Linked DNA regions of Mus musculus: all the other regions are linked to region 2. The links are chromatin contacts, called in public HiCAR-type and HiChIP or PLAC-seq maps. All regions are on one chromosome and are shown on one strand. The core of a region is the stretch at or near the end of the contact, and the rest is flanking DNA. Distances in the headings are between cores, read along the strand shown. Region 1 has its middle 130 kb from the start of Gm26685. Region 2 overlaps Gm32652 (a long non-coding RNA gene). Region 3 overlaps Nme7 (NME/NM23 family member 7).

Region 1 (4,805 bases), core at 1,287-3,786, 270 kb before region 2:
TAGCAGAACTCTGAAACAAAATCACAGAATTAATCCACCAGAGGTCACACACTTCCAGATAAAATGTGTTTACTTCCAGATAAATGTCCTATAATATACATTTTTTACATCACTAACATGTGTTCACTGACAATCCTTTGTAAACTCCTTCATGGTCAACCCTAAGCTTTCTACCTGTCTAGCTCATGCAGTGTGTAGATCATGGTTTACATCTGATCATAACATGCTTATGGTAGAGGGAGTGATCAACCTTGGGTTTGTAAGCATCATCAGCAGGGCATTTTCCTGGTCCTCCTGTTCAGGTGATAGGAAGGAAGAATGAGCCCTCAGGAGACAGGACTGGGGTCAGGAAGCAAACTGAGCCAATCTTGGACAGAGAAATCTTTTGGAGACAGGTTACAAGAGAAGGAACTGGGGGCCAAGCTGGTTTGAATACAGAGGAGGGAATGCTGGAACTGGGCAAAGCAGAGAGGGCATGAGACGATTCTGCTTTGGGCAAAACTGGACAAAGCAGTGGTGGGAGTTCATGATACTGTGGAGGAAGGCAGGGATAATGGATTTGGGAGCTGGAGAGGGAGTAGATGCCCCTCAACAGAGGAATAGGTACAGAAAATGTGGTACATCTACACAATGGAGTACTACTCAGCTATTAAAAAGAATGAATTTATGAAATTCCTAGCCAAATCGATGGACCTGGAGTGCATCATCCTGAGTGAGGTAACACATTCACAAAGGAACTCACACAATATGTACTCACTGATAAGTAGATATTAGCCCAAAACCTAGGATACCCAAGATATATATTGCTAAACACATGAAACTCAAGAAGAATGAAGACTGAAGTGTGGACACTATGCCCCTCCTTAGAAATGGAAACAAAACACCCATGGAAGGAGTTAGAGAGACAAAGTTTGGAGCTGAGACGAAAGGATGGACCATCTAGAGACTGCCATATCCAGGGATCCACCCCATAATCAGCTTCCAAACGCTGATACCATTGCATACACTAGCAAGATTTTATCGAAAGGACCCAGATGTAGCTGTCTCTTGTGAGACTATGCCGGGGCCTAGCAAACACAGAAGTGGATGCTCACAGTCAGCTAATGGATGGATCACAGGGCTCCCAATGGAGGAGCTAGAGAAAGTACCCAAGGAGCTAAAGGGATCTGCAACCCTATAGGTGGAACAACATTATGAACTAACCAGTACCCCGGAGCTCTTGACTCTAGCTGCATATGTATCAAAAGATGGCCTAGTCGGCCATCACTGGAAAGAGAGGCCCATTGGACATGCAAACTGTATATGCCCCAGTACAGGGGAACGCCAGGGCCAAAAAAAAAAAAAAAAAAAAAGGGAATGAGTGGGTGGGGGGGGGGTAATGGGGAACTTTTGGGATAGCATTGGAAATGTAATTGAGGAAAATATGTAATAAAAATAAATAAATATAAAAAAAGGAAGTTTGCACAGACAAGAGGAGAGACACAGAGGAAAGCAGACTTCTAGGAGCCTTTCCTGTAGTCTTTATCATTGACCACTACCCATATCTGCCTCTATCAGAGCAGGACCTCTGACAAATGCATATAATCAAATATGTTTTTTTTTATATCTGCTTCTGGTATTTGTTTGTTCTCATTTAACCTCTCTCTGTTTCTGACTCTGTCTCTGTCTCTCTGACTCCTCTGTCTCTGTCGACTCTCTCTCTCCCCCTCTCTATCTCTCTCTCTTGCTCTCTCTTTATTTTCACAGATTGCAAAGAGCAATTACTCTAATTCAAACCATCACAGTCACAGATTCATTAAAGCCAAAATAAAGACATGACTTGTTAAACAAAGTCTATGAGAACCAGTGGCACAAATAAGTGATATATAATTGGTTCTTTTTTTTTTTTTTTTTTTTTTGTAACAGAGATAAAGAAAAGTGGAGAGGGAAGGAGGACAATTTGTAGAAAAATGTCTGGAATGAATGAATGAATGAATGAATGAACTCCCCCTGGGCAGAAGCAGGATGTAGTTCTCACTTTAAATAATTCTGGAAGGCCGGTATGTTATTGCTGTCAGTTCTAAGGCAGCAGAGTCCTAGAGTGGTAAAATGATTTCTTCAAGGTCATTTAGCTCTGGGGAAGCCAGAGATCAAGGAAGGTACCTCTCACTCCCAACATTCCTTGTGCTTCTGCCTCAGGAAACCCATCCTTCTGATATCACTGGTGGCTTCCTGCTCCCTCGTGCTTCCTGATATCCTTTTGGATGTTGATGAAAAGCCAAGTCATCAATGTGGTCTTACAGATGTACTCTAGGGCATTCTGTCTGCCCCCCCTTTTTTTCTTGATTCATTTCCCTCATTGCTTTAATACCACAAATGGGACCAAGGAAAAGAACAACCATTTTTGGGTTAATACTGAGATCCAGCCTAGTTATTTAGATGTTCTAAATGCATGGTTGGCTGCTTCTTGCCGCAGCTGGATTGAATTCCCATGTGCATGGAGTTGGAGAAGTACTGACGCACCTCACTTCTCCGCGTGACTCTGGATGCTTGCTTTCAGCAGGAGGTCATTTTCAGAAACTTCGTGGGGACCAGGAAACAGCACTCCAGTTCCCCAAGTTGGCAAGGCCAGAAGTTGTAACCTTCAGGGAGGATGCCAAGCATTGTTGAGGTTTCTGTGTCGATCCAACAGGCTGTTGACTCACGAGGTCCAAATCTTTCCGGTCTCAGGAAAGACAAGTGATCCTTGGCTGAAGTCAACACACCAACCCCCACCAAGAAGTTACTCAGAATATCATTTTGAAAGCTTACTGTGGTTATAAGAGAAAAGTGAAGCATGGAGACGACATTGTATGTGGAAGCTAAGGCTATACAAAGTCATCAGGAATGCATATTTTATTTGTTCACTCCTTGAGCAACACTGAGAGGAAATGGGTACCTGCTAGGAGAGACACTTAGCCAGAGGTAGACTTCTATTTCTGTGGGTTCTCAGTGGCCAGTCTGGCTTGATGGTTTTTTCTCTTTTGGGATGATTTTTATTACTTTTGGGTATATATCCTTGAATTAGCTGAGCATGGACTCTATGCCAGGCTCCGTGAAGAAACTTCAAGCATAGTGTCGAGCAGAAACAAACATGCTTTTTTATATGTTAAGACTCTTGCAACCTAAAAAAGGAAAGACAGACAGAATAATAAAAATATGGAGGTTCTAATGGTAAGCAATTTGAAGAAAATACAAACAAAACTTGAGAGTTTTAACATGGATTAAATCTAGTCTTAAGAGTTGGGGGTAGATGTACCTGGGAAGTAATGCTTTGGTTGAGATTTGGACAGCATGGACCCCTTCCTGGTCCTTAGGGACTGGTGATGGCTTAAGATGAAGATTTGGCAAACCATTTGGGAGTGAGCAGATATTAACATAATCATGCTGAGCAAGCCTCGCAGTTCTGACTGACGATAACATAACGCTCTGGCTAAGAGAGGAGAAAGCCCACACTTGCACAGATGCATCCTCATTCGAGTGGTACCCACGGCCTTTCTCCAGATCATCCCCACATGATGTGCCTTCTACATTTTACAGTATCAGTCCCTCTGGTGCTTCATCTTTAACCACTGCCAGGCTGTTTCCAGCCTTCACTTTCTTCCTTTGCCCCATGGTCTCTGCTCACCCCATACTACTCTGACTCCCTCCGTGTCTTTGTCCTTCTTCCCTCTGTCGCTGGCTCATGGATGTGGCTTACAAGTACTAACAGAATCCTGAGTTCAACTGTGGCCACTGGAAATAGAGACGAGAACTTTCAGAGTCCAGCACTTCTACTGTTACATTGAGAAGTACACCATAGAGCATCGTTCAATGGCAATCCCTCCATCTCCACACTACACACTAAGTCTGGGTGAAGCCGGATCACTTTTAAGATGAGAGTTAACCAAAATCTATTCTCTTTGGATTATCTTTACCTGGGAAATATGTGCTCTGAGAGCTTTTAATAAAAGAACTCCAGATCCCCTTCTTTATTATGTTTCAGCCTAGCTTTGAGAAGCACAACAGGTAAGCCGAAAGTAAATTTAATAGGAAGCTGAGATTTCGTTTCCCTGGCAACATTAATTCAGTCTTCTTAGAAATGGGAACGACACTGGAAGCCTTTGTTTCTGCATTGCCAGCTTTGCAAGGCAATGTGACATGTTGAGGCCTCTGGAAACAGAGCTGTGTAATAGAATTTGTTCTAGAATCTTCCTTCATGAAGTGTCACATAATTCCATGGGCATTATGCACTGGTTGATATTTACCATCTTGCAGGAAAAAATGGAAACAGATAAATCCTCAGTTGCTGTGACATACTACACCAAGTACACGGATCCACAGGGTGACTGGAATATGCAGAGCTGGGTGAGGAGTTTGCTGATTCAGAAACAAACATGGGTAACAAGACCTTTTCTGTTGTTCAAGACCCATAACCCAGTAGTTGTGATATTCAGGGATGGGGCATTGATGCATAGTATTCAAGCCATTCACATAGAAACATGTTACATCTGTGTTGGGCATTTCATCCACACTAGGGTGGGTTTCAGTCAATTATTCTTGAAGATACAATAATCCATTTGAATAATTTATCCTCAAAAAGTTTTGGTAAAATGTAGTCTGTCTTATATGTAGAGACTCAGGGATGGTTTTCTTCTGAGCAGCTTTATAACATGGTGTTAGAGAGGTAAGCTTCTCATGGGAGAGTGTCAGGATTTAAAACTTGGCTCCGTCATCTACTTGTTTGGAGTCTTGGGGAAGGTTTTGCTTTGTTCTAGCTCAGTAGTTTCATCCTAATGTGGTTGATA
Region 2 (4,347 bases), core at 1,092-3,591:
CCCATCTCTATCTTACCTGACACTTATTTTGTACTGCATAGCACAGTTAATGCAGGAGCATGTGCTGTCCTCTTTACTGAGTTCATCCCTCCTTCCTTGAAGAACCCCTAATTCTTCAAGGAAGAATTCAGAGTTTGATATGTGCTTTAGGGCACTTTTTGTTGGGTCAATATTTTAAAATGAGCAACAGTGAGGTCCTTTTTTAGACAGGAAATGTGAGATCTAAAGAATTAGAGTGAGAAGATGCAGTCACATCGACCTCCAAAAGGGAAGGGCATTGGATGCATTGTATGTCCTGATCTTCATGTCTGTGCCAAGCTATGTGCCATATACACATAATCTGTGTCTATGTTTGAATGTTGCAACCTGACAGTTTAAATTTATCTCATAAAAGTAAGTTAATATAAGAATACTCATTTTTGTGAATAACCATCTTGATGATAAGAAACAAAATAATCTTGTTCTGGCCACTCAAAAGGTTTGAGAAGCTTCATCGTGTAATACCAGGTTATAGGCACTCCAAAATCCTGTCTGCTGGGTGGTACTTAGGTACTAGAGTCACAAGTCATAAATTCTCTAGAATAATAATTCTGTCCCTAGTTGGGGAGAGGGGCAGGGGACGTCCTCTTGGAGACAGTGGGGAGGAGGAATGGGATGAGGAACTATGGGATGGCAGACTGGGAGGGAGGCAATGACTGGACTATGAAATTATGAAAGTATTTAAAAAATTCACATATATTTTCTGAATTGTATTTAGTACTCATCATCAAGAATATTTATTTTTTTAAAAATTCTGTCTCATCTTACTTTTTAAAAGATTTCATTTTAAAAAAAATATTGTTTTGAAAGGAATCTTTATCCATAATTCTTATAAAGCCATACAAATAAGAGTGGTAGGTTGTAGATGTAAAAGTAGATATATGAATATTTTTAATCAGTATTACTGGAGAAATAAAATATAACAAAAACATATGAACAATACACATTTTTATTTACCTGTTAAATACTGGAAGATATTCATATTTTAAAGTAAACTTTAAAACTATTTCTTCATTGAAAAAATACTTCTTTTATTTTATATATATGAACATTTTGACTGTATGTATGTCTGGATACAACTGTATGTGTCTGGTACCCAAGAAGATCAGAAGAAAGTGTCAGATTCCCTGGAAATGGAATTATAAATGGAAATAGAATTCCCTGGAAATGGAATTATAGACAGTTGTGAGCTTCTGTGTCGGTGCTGAGGTTCAAACCGAGGTCATCTGGAAGAGCAGCAGGTGCACTTAACCACGGAGTCATCTCTCCTGGCCCAATATTTTATTTATTTTTAATTCTATCTATCTATCTGTCTATCTATCCATCCATCTAACTCAATCTCTCTCTCTCTCTCTCTCTCTCTCTCTCTCTCTCTCTCTCTCTCTGTGTGTGTGTGTGTGTGTGTGTGTGTGTGTATGTGTGTGTGTGCATGCACATGTGTGTCTACACATAGTTGTAGGCACCCAAAGAGGCCAAAGGAAGGCATCAGATTCCCTAGATCTGGAGTTGCAGGCTGTTGTGAGCTGGGTGGTTGGAACAGCAAAGGTGAAGAAATCCCATGATCCTGTCTGTTATCCTCAGAAATCCCCCCAGTCTTTCATGTTCCCACTTAGCCAACCCAAAGGAGACCCTGGCCTCTGGTGGCCTAGATAGTCAAAGACAGCTATGTTCCCCATGGCTTCTCTCAGTGGCAGTCACACCTCCTGCTTAGTGGAATGGCGGGTTCCACTTTGGCCCAGTTTATTGCTAATGTGCTATTACATTAACTCTTTCATAGACTCAGTAAGCTTTCTCCTGAGCTTTTCCAGAGGTGTAGGAAAATGTGGGCCTCCACACACCGCCTCCCATAGAAGGTGTAATGAGCAATGACCAGTTTTCTGCAATATCAGTGGGGACCAAATGAGCACGGTAGAATCTGCTGTTCACTCCCGAGCTTCCGTCCTCCTGCTTTCGATCCTCCCTCTGCCCTCTGGAGCCACACCCATGCCCTGGCTCTCCACTCAGGGTCTGGCACTCTCAGGCACGCACAGCATGCCAGAGACAGCAGGAAACCCCCTCTGGCATATGGGTTCAATCCTTCATTCTTAGAATGGCTTCCAACGGCCTTCACCCTCCACCCTGTAGTGGAGAGCAAGATTGTCTCTTGGAAGGATTTTTCTGCATGTGTGAATGGAATGGAAGATGACTGATGGCTTGGTGAATTGTGCACTGAACTCTGACTTTTAGGCACTAAATATAGACAGCGCACATGCTGGACAAGCTAAATATAGTAGCAGTGTTGGCAAGAAGGGGTGAGGGAGACTCCCAGGACAGACTGGATGGAGGCTGAGCGGTAAACCCACAGCCACTCCCAGCTGTGGTTAATTTATCACCCCTGCTGGGAAGGGGTGCGCGTCAGTTTCATCCAGGCATGATTTGTTTGTCAGAGTGTTTGTTGGGAGCCATTTTTCTGTCTACAAACAAGCACGCAGCTCAGGATGCCTTTGTCTGCCTCCAGCAAGTTAGCCTTCTCCACTGGGCTACAGCTCAGTGCTGTCCCCATTGGGGGTGACTTTGGATCTCCTAGTGAGTTATTTCTAATTCCATCCCACACTGCCCCAGATCTTTCTTGTTTAGTTAGATAAGATGGCTCTAATTATTGAGGCTGAAGGTCAGAATGAGAATGGATCGCTAGGGCTGCCAAACTGTATGCCCCGAAGCGCACTTTCTGGTTCAAGAACACAACTCCTTCCCCCACCCTACCCCCTTGCCCCTCCCGCCGTCCACTCTGAAAAAAGCCACTTAGCTCTTTATCTTTGCCCAAGTTAGGGCCAACGGCTAGAGAAAGTGTCCTCTGCCCCCTGCCTCTCTCCCAGCAGCATGAGAAGACAGCATTAGGGCAGCATTAGAACTCTCTTGGAAGAAGGTTCCCTTTCAGAACGCAAAATGTCTGTCAGCCCTCTCTACCAGTACTGCCACCCCCAAGAAGCCACCGTGGACAGGGAAGGCCTGATAAGCATTCATTTACAATTTTCCCTTCATTAGCAAGAAGCCTGCTTCTCTCCTGGGGTGAGACAGAGATAGCTCATCTGCATTTTGATTGCTGTGTTAGGATAATGACAACCGAAAATAGGCTCTGAACTCCCTCTATGACCAGTTTCCATTAATTAGATTTAATTGTGTGACCCAAGCAGGGAAAAGAGATCTCCTTGCCTGTCCATGCATAAATCATATCTGATTTATCCCACTGTGTTTTCTTTTATGTCTCATCACACCTCCCAGTGCTGGAACCCAGGAGCCCGCCTGCCCTCCCCCACCCCTCCCCTCCAGCCTGCCCTCTCCCACCCCTCCCCTCCAGCCTTCCCAGTGGTGACTGAGATACTAGCCTGCCTTATCTCAAAACAAGGAAGTTTGCTCACAATGCTATCATGCCCATGAGTCTGTAAGTGACACTCTCGGTTGGCTATGGCTTGGTTTTTCTTAAAGCTAGGAGAAAACCCATCCCTAAGGGTCTTAATTGGTCTAATTCTCAGCAGTCATAACTATGGTCAAAGCAGAATGCAAAGTCACAATTTTCTGCCGATCCATGACAGAGACAGAAGATGTGAATATAAATACAAGATGGAGAGAATACATTGGCATGAGTACAGCTCAGTATCTTCATGATGGAGACTGAATATGTTAGATACGTTAGGATGACTCAGGGGTCTAAGGCAGTCAGGAATCAGAGGCAAGTCAGTGCATCTCTGAGTCCGAAGCCAGCATGAGTTCTAAGACAGCCAGAGCTACAGAGAAATCCTGTCTTTAAAAAAATAAAAATAAAATAATGACAAAACAAATGGTGTTTGTCTGTCTCTTTGTCTGGTACAGATTTGATTTTTACCTTGTGAAAATAAAAAAATGCAATCTCAAACATTGTGTTTTATTCCACTATAGAGTAGTGTGTGTGTGTGTGTGTGTGTGTGTGTGTGTGTGCAATCTCATAATTCTGCTTTGAATTTGAACTCATTTGGCCTCCTACTTATTCTCTAATTATTTAATGGGTTATGTAAAATCTCTGTCATGTAGTCATGTTGTATTTGTATGTGAGTCATGATTTTACCTTGTTGAAAATTGTGTTTCAGCATAGAATTTCCACTTACTATTGGCAGCTGCTATATGAGTAGCTATTTGCTATAGCGACTTCAGCTCCATTTTCTTAAAAGAAAGTGCCAGAAAAAGATAAAGGTCATTTGGCAGGCTAGGCAGTGGGTGGTAAATCAAGCCCCTTGCCCAATACCAAGGAGGCCAGGGCTATGAGAGAGAGAGAGAGAGAGAGAGAGAGAGAGA
Region 3 (4,780 bases), core at 2,034-4,533, 490 kb before region 2:
TTTCAAACAGATCAACTTCATGGTGACAAAGCATTCAAATATATGAGTTCATAGGGGCCATTCTTATACCAATCACCACACTAGGGCAGACAAGATGGCTCAGCAGGTAAAGAGGCTTGCTCCCAAGACTAATGACCTGAGTTCAATCATCAGAGAGAACTGCCTCACACAGATTGTCCTCTGACACAGTCTCTCTCTCTTTGTCTCTCTTTGTGTGTCTCTGTCTTTCTCTGTCTCTGTCTCTCTCTCTCTCTTTTTCTCTCTCTCTCTGTGTCTGTCTCTCTCTCTGTCTGTCTCTCTATCTGTCTCTCTCTCTCACACACACACATACACACACACACACACACACACACACAGACAATAATACAGCAGGAAAAAAATTGGAGGTGAGGGTGGTGAGACAGGGTTTCTCTCTGTAGCTTTGACTAATCTGGAACTCGCTCTGTAAACCAAGACCAAGAAGTTCTCGAACTCAGAGATCCACCTGCCTCTGCCTCCTAAGTGCTAGGATTAAAGGCGTAGCCACCATCATCCAACCTACTAACATTGTTTTAATATTTAAAAAATTTATACTAGTAAATATAAATTTTTCAGTGGTCAAATGTTTCATATATTTATGGTATTTCCAAGAAAAGTTGTCACCCTCAATATATAACTTGGATTTTATAAAATAATGTTTTATGTAGCTAATGTTTTTTTCTTATTAATGCATATGACTAATCTAAACTATATATGTGTATTTCATAGGAAATCGCCCGGCATTTACGACCTGAGACCCTCAGGGCAATTTTTGGTAAAACTAAGGTTCAAAATGCTGTTCATTGCACGGATCTGCCGGAGGATGGGCTCCTGGAGGTAAGCAGAAGCAGGCAGCGAGTCCTGCCTGTATATCAGGCTCATCAGCAGGCTCCATAGTTCTTGTACATCTCAAACCATTTGATAGTCTGGGATTATGGGTGGCTTTTGACCATGCAATAACTTCATACTAATATACTCAGTAATCAAATATAATCAAGCGTGTCCCTATGGTCCCAGGTACTCCAGACGGTAAGACAAAAGAATTTCTTTCTTAAAGTAATAAATGTTACTAATTGTTTGAGAATTTCCTGCAGTGTATTTTCATCACATCACACCCCATCCCAGCTCTCCCCAGACCCAGTCCTCAACTGCCTACCTACCCAACTATATACCTTTTTTAAGGAAGAAAAATAGAGTCCAGTTTGTGCTGCCCTAAACCTCCTAGGTGTTGGGCCCTGTGTTGGAGCATGGTTGTTCTATTAGGAGTCACACCATTAAAGAAAGCCAACTCTTCTTTTCCCAAAAGCTATCAGTTGCCAATATCTCCTTAGCTAGGAACAGGACTCATGACTTCCCTTCAAGGAAAGATTTTTTTTTACTTGAGTTTGTACAAGTCTTAGCACGATTGTTTTTATGTGTACCTGCTGTCTTCTCTCTAGAAAAGAATGTTCTAGTGTAGTCAGCCCCTGCCTCTGGGTCTTACAGTCTTTCTACCCCTCTCCTGCAAGTAGCCCTTAGCCTTGAGAGGAAGGGATATAATATAGAGATCCTATTTAGAGTTGAGCATCCTGTTGTCTCTGATTCTTTGCACATTGACCAATTGTGAGTCTCTGGTTAACCACCATGTATTATTTACCCCAAGAAGAAGATTCTCTGATAAGAGTAGAGAGATGTTGATCAATAACTAAAGGCTCTTGTCATTGCTCTTAGTTAGCCTTTCAGAACCTGACCATATGATACTACAAAGACCATGGAGAAATCAAGCCAGTACTGCCATGGACGTTCCATCCCTCCTGGCTGGCTGGCTTCCACAGTGATTGGCGGTGCTATGTGCACTGCCAGTAAAAAGTAATCAACAGTCTTACCCAGATTTGACCCCTGCAGCTACAATAACTACTGGACTGGCAAGAAAACCCATTGAAGCGATAGTGGCAGGAACACCATGCAGTAACCAATCACTCTGTAGTATGATTTATGGCCCATCCTTCAAGGTGGAACCCATACTGGCACTGTTATTAGACCAGAAGAATCCCTTAGTCCCCAGAGTTCCCAGGCAGCCTCAGGAATAAACTGAGAACAGCAAAAGTCCACCTTTTACCATTCTGTATACATAGAAAGCTAGTCGTCAAGTAATTAATACTTTTTATTGGCATAGATTATAGTTTAAAGGGTTTAATAAGCAAGAGGCTACAGAATTGGTTCGATATATAGAATGTTGTTTTAAATTAGCTTACTGCAATTATTAAATTTGAGTCATAAAAATATTCCAATGAGACTTAAGAGGTACAATGTGCAATACTATAGCACCATTTGCTTACACTTAGTATCTGAGCAAGAACAGACAATGCTGTCCCCAAAGCTGCTGATGGACTGTGGTAGTGTAGTTAGCATATTCAGGAAGATCTGAATTCTATACTCCAGAGCAATGGATCAGTCACACCGTCTCCTCATTTAATGCACCTTGCATTGTGGACTGGGGGAGGGGAGGGGAGGGTAAGCGGGGGAGACTGGCCCAGTGGGTAAGAGTGCCTGTGTAAGTGTAAGACTTGAGTTGGGGTTCTTAGCTTCAATGTGAAAAGACATGTGTGGCCACATGTTCCTGTCACACCAGTGCTGGGTAGAAAGGAAGGTGGAGCAGAATTGTTGAGGATTGTGTCAATCCTAACAAAAATCACAGTATTTTCTGTGTTCAGTGAGAAACCCTGTGTTAAAGGAACAGAACAGAGAGACTTATGGGAAGGACACAAAACATTCTCCTCTGGCCTCCATGGGTGTGCAGAGGTATGCACAAGTGCACACACATGTATATATACCTCGCTCCCTCTCCCTTTCCCTTTCTACCCCCCCCCCACATACACACACACACACACACACACACACTGTATTAAGAATATACCAGAAAATAAGTTACAAGGATCTTACTCCATAGTCTCTACTGGTAATTATATAAATTGTGCTATATAATGGAAAAATATGCACTTTCCCTTTGTTTTCCATCTCCAAATATTCTATAGTGTTGTTAGTTATATCAGTTTTTGGTTGCCAACTGGGATTTAAGAAGCATTTAAACATTGTGTGCATCAACAGCTGATGAAAGCCAGTCTGAAACTCAGACAAGTCTGTGAGTACATTCTTGTCCTAGCGACTCAAGAACTAGCTGAAGGTAAATATAAGTGTAGGGTGCCTGTTCTGATTGGACAGCTCTGTATTTACAGGCCATAGCTAGTACAGGGCTGCCCACGTCCTGACCCTCGTGATTTACCCTTTGTTTAGTTTCTGTCTTGGAGGAAGCGGAGTTGTGATTCTTACTAGTATAATGTCAAAGAGGGAACACAATGTACAAAGACAAGAGCAAACAGCTTTCTCTTAGGATCTAAAAATAGTCTAGCAAGGCTGACGCTTTGACCAGGAAGTGGGAGGTGACACGTGAAAAGTTATAAGAGTCACTGGGGGCATTGTAAAGTCATGTGAAGACATCTGAACCATCCAGAGTTATTAGTGACCCAAGGTTCTATGCAGGGCAGCATGGTCATGTCTGTGTTAGGGCATTCTGGATGGTATAGAGAGCAGGTCATGGGCTATCTGTGGAGAAAGAACAGATGTAACTCTGTGTGTGTGTGTGTGTGTGTGTGTGTGTGTGTGTGTGTGTGTATAGTTGTTTAGGCATAGAGGTCTATTGGGGAAGGGTAATTCAAGAAAATGTTTGGTAGTCTGAATGAATGTGGCCATTAGGATATTCAGAAACAAAGATTTTCAAAAGACATTTAGGAAGGTCAGAGTGACAACATGAGGAGCACACTGAATCTGAAAGATGAGCGTGGGGAACCAACCACCATAATACATGTCCCTGCGTGCAGACAGTGGGACAGGGTTGCCAGCCTCATCTGTACTACTGAAACTACTGGTGTCTCTCTTACTCGGCATAAGTAAGAGTTTGAATTTTATTCAAAAACAAAAATAATCATAACACCTGCTTTCTTCATACAGTTTCTGTAAACATTGATCCTATAATCCTGGAGCAGTTGTTGTAGTGCCTAGTGCCATAAAGAGAACTGGAGGTCCATAGTCTTTCAGTTTCTCAGTACAACCTGCTTATTTTAACTTAGTTCTCCTCCCATTGTGACTAGGAACAAGATGCATGGCTTAAGGACGACGGTTAATGTGACTGATCACTCTGTATATAGATATACAGACACTTATAAAAATCAGTAGAGACACTAGCAATTTTTTCTTGAAAAACAAATTAATTAGTAACTATGGCAAGTCTATAACCAAACCATAGGGCTAGAAAAGACCTTAAAAGGTCAAGTTAAGAGTCTTCACACATTGTCTCTGCTCCTTTTGTTTCCAAAGCACTGCTTCCTAAAGTAAGCTGCAGTGTGGGACCTCCTGGAGGCTGTCTTAACCAGCCCAGCGTGCTCCTCCTCCGTCTCTGGCTGGCTGCATCTGCCAAGCCTGAGCGCCTGCCCTTCTAGGTTGTGCTTTGACACTGTTGCCGTGAATCAGGACACCACACTTGGACAGCCACCTGTCCTAAGACAGAGACACTGCCAACTCTCATTGTTCTGTTCCCTCATTTAATGTCCTTATGTTTGGGACTTCTCAAACATGGATGGTTGCAAAACAGACCAGTGAAGACACTGGGGGAAGATCACGTCCCACCAGCATCATTATCAATATGATTTAAAATGGCATTCTGTGACTGACAGTCTCTAATGGTAAAATAATGAATCACCTTTTCAGTTGACTGACTTGAGCTTTA

What was found. HiCAR-type assays count read pairs that join an accessible place to other places. HiChIP or PLAC-seq counts read pairs in DNA pulled down with a chosen protein or histone mark.
Region 1: a HiCAR-type map of kidney shows a contact between it and region 2, with 2.5 times the contacts expected there. The contact joins two enhancer-like sites. A contact is called at or near these places in 1 of 15 datasets of contacts at CTCF or cohesin (large pre-B cells), 9 of 484 Hi-C or Micro-C datasets (the C3H10T1/2 cell line, adipose-derived mesenchymal stem cells, embryonic fibroblasts and 5 more), 6 of 115 datasets of contacts at active chromatin or transcription factors (the 230-238 cell line, fibro-adipogenic progenitors, forebrain and 3 more) and 1 of 9 other capture datasets (embryonic stem cells).
Region 3: a contact with region 2 is called in an H3K27ac HiChIP or PLAC-seq map of heart atrium, with 8 read pairs. The contact joins two enhancer-like sites. A contact is called at or near these places in 2 of 15 datasets of contacts at CTCF or cohesin (the NIH/3T3 cell line and large pre-B cells), 5 of 484 Hi-C or Micro-C datasets (cerebral cortex, cortical neurons, embryonic stem cells and 2 more), 8 of 115 datasets of contacts at active chromatin or transcription factors (the NIH/3T3 cell line, embryonic basal ganglia, embryonic forebrain and 5 more) and 1 of 9 other capture datasets (embryonic stem cells).

Annotation. Positions count from the first base shown.
Region 1 is chr1:164,626,460-164,631,264 of GRCm38.p6, forward strand. No RefSeq gene overlaps it. Among named protein-coding and RNA genes, the nearest start is that of Gm26685, 130 kb to the left of the region's middle. Within about 2 kb of position 2,537, at least 39 of the 459 cell types and tissues checked have an H3K27ac peak or open chromatin away from gene starts, as enhancers often do. A contact at or near this core is called in kidney and muscle stem cells, where this site is marked.
Region 2 is chr1:164,894,265-164,898,611 of GRCm38.p6, forward strand. All of the region lies in intron 1 of Gm32652 (a long non-coding RNA gene), which reads right to left. Among named protein-coding and RNA genes, the nearest start is that of Gm32652, 3.2 kb to the right of the region's middle. Within about 2 kb of position 2,342, at least 41 of the 459 cell types and tissues checked have an H3K27ac peak or open chromatin away from gene starts, as enhancers often do. A contact at or near this core is called in heart atrium, kidney and muscle stem cells, where this site is marked.
Region 3 is chr1:164,402,223-164,407,002 of GRCm38.p6, forward strand. It overlaps Nme7 (NME/NM23 family member 7), which reads left to right. Exons shown (of 14, transcript NM_138314.4): 13 at 748-855. Among named protein-coding and RNA genes, the nearest start is that of Gm39690, 14 kb to the right of the region's middle. Within about 2 kb of position 3,284, at least 47 of the 459 cell types and tissues checked have an H3K27ac peak or open chromatin away from gene starts, as enhancers often do. A contact at or near this core is called in heart atrium, where this site is marked.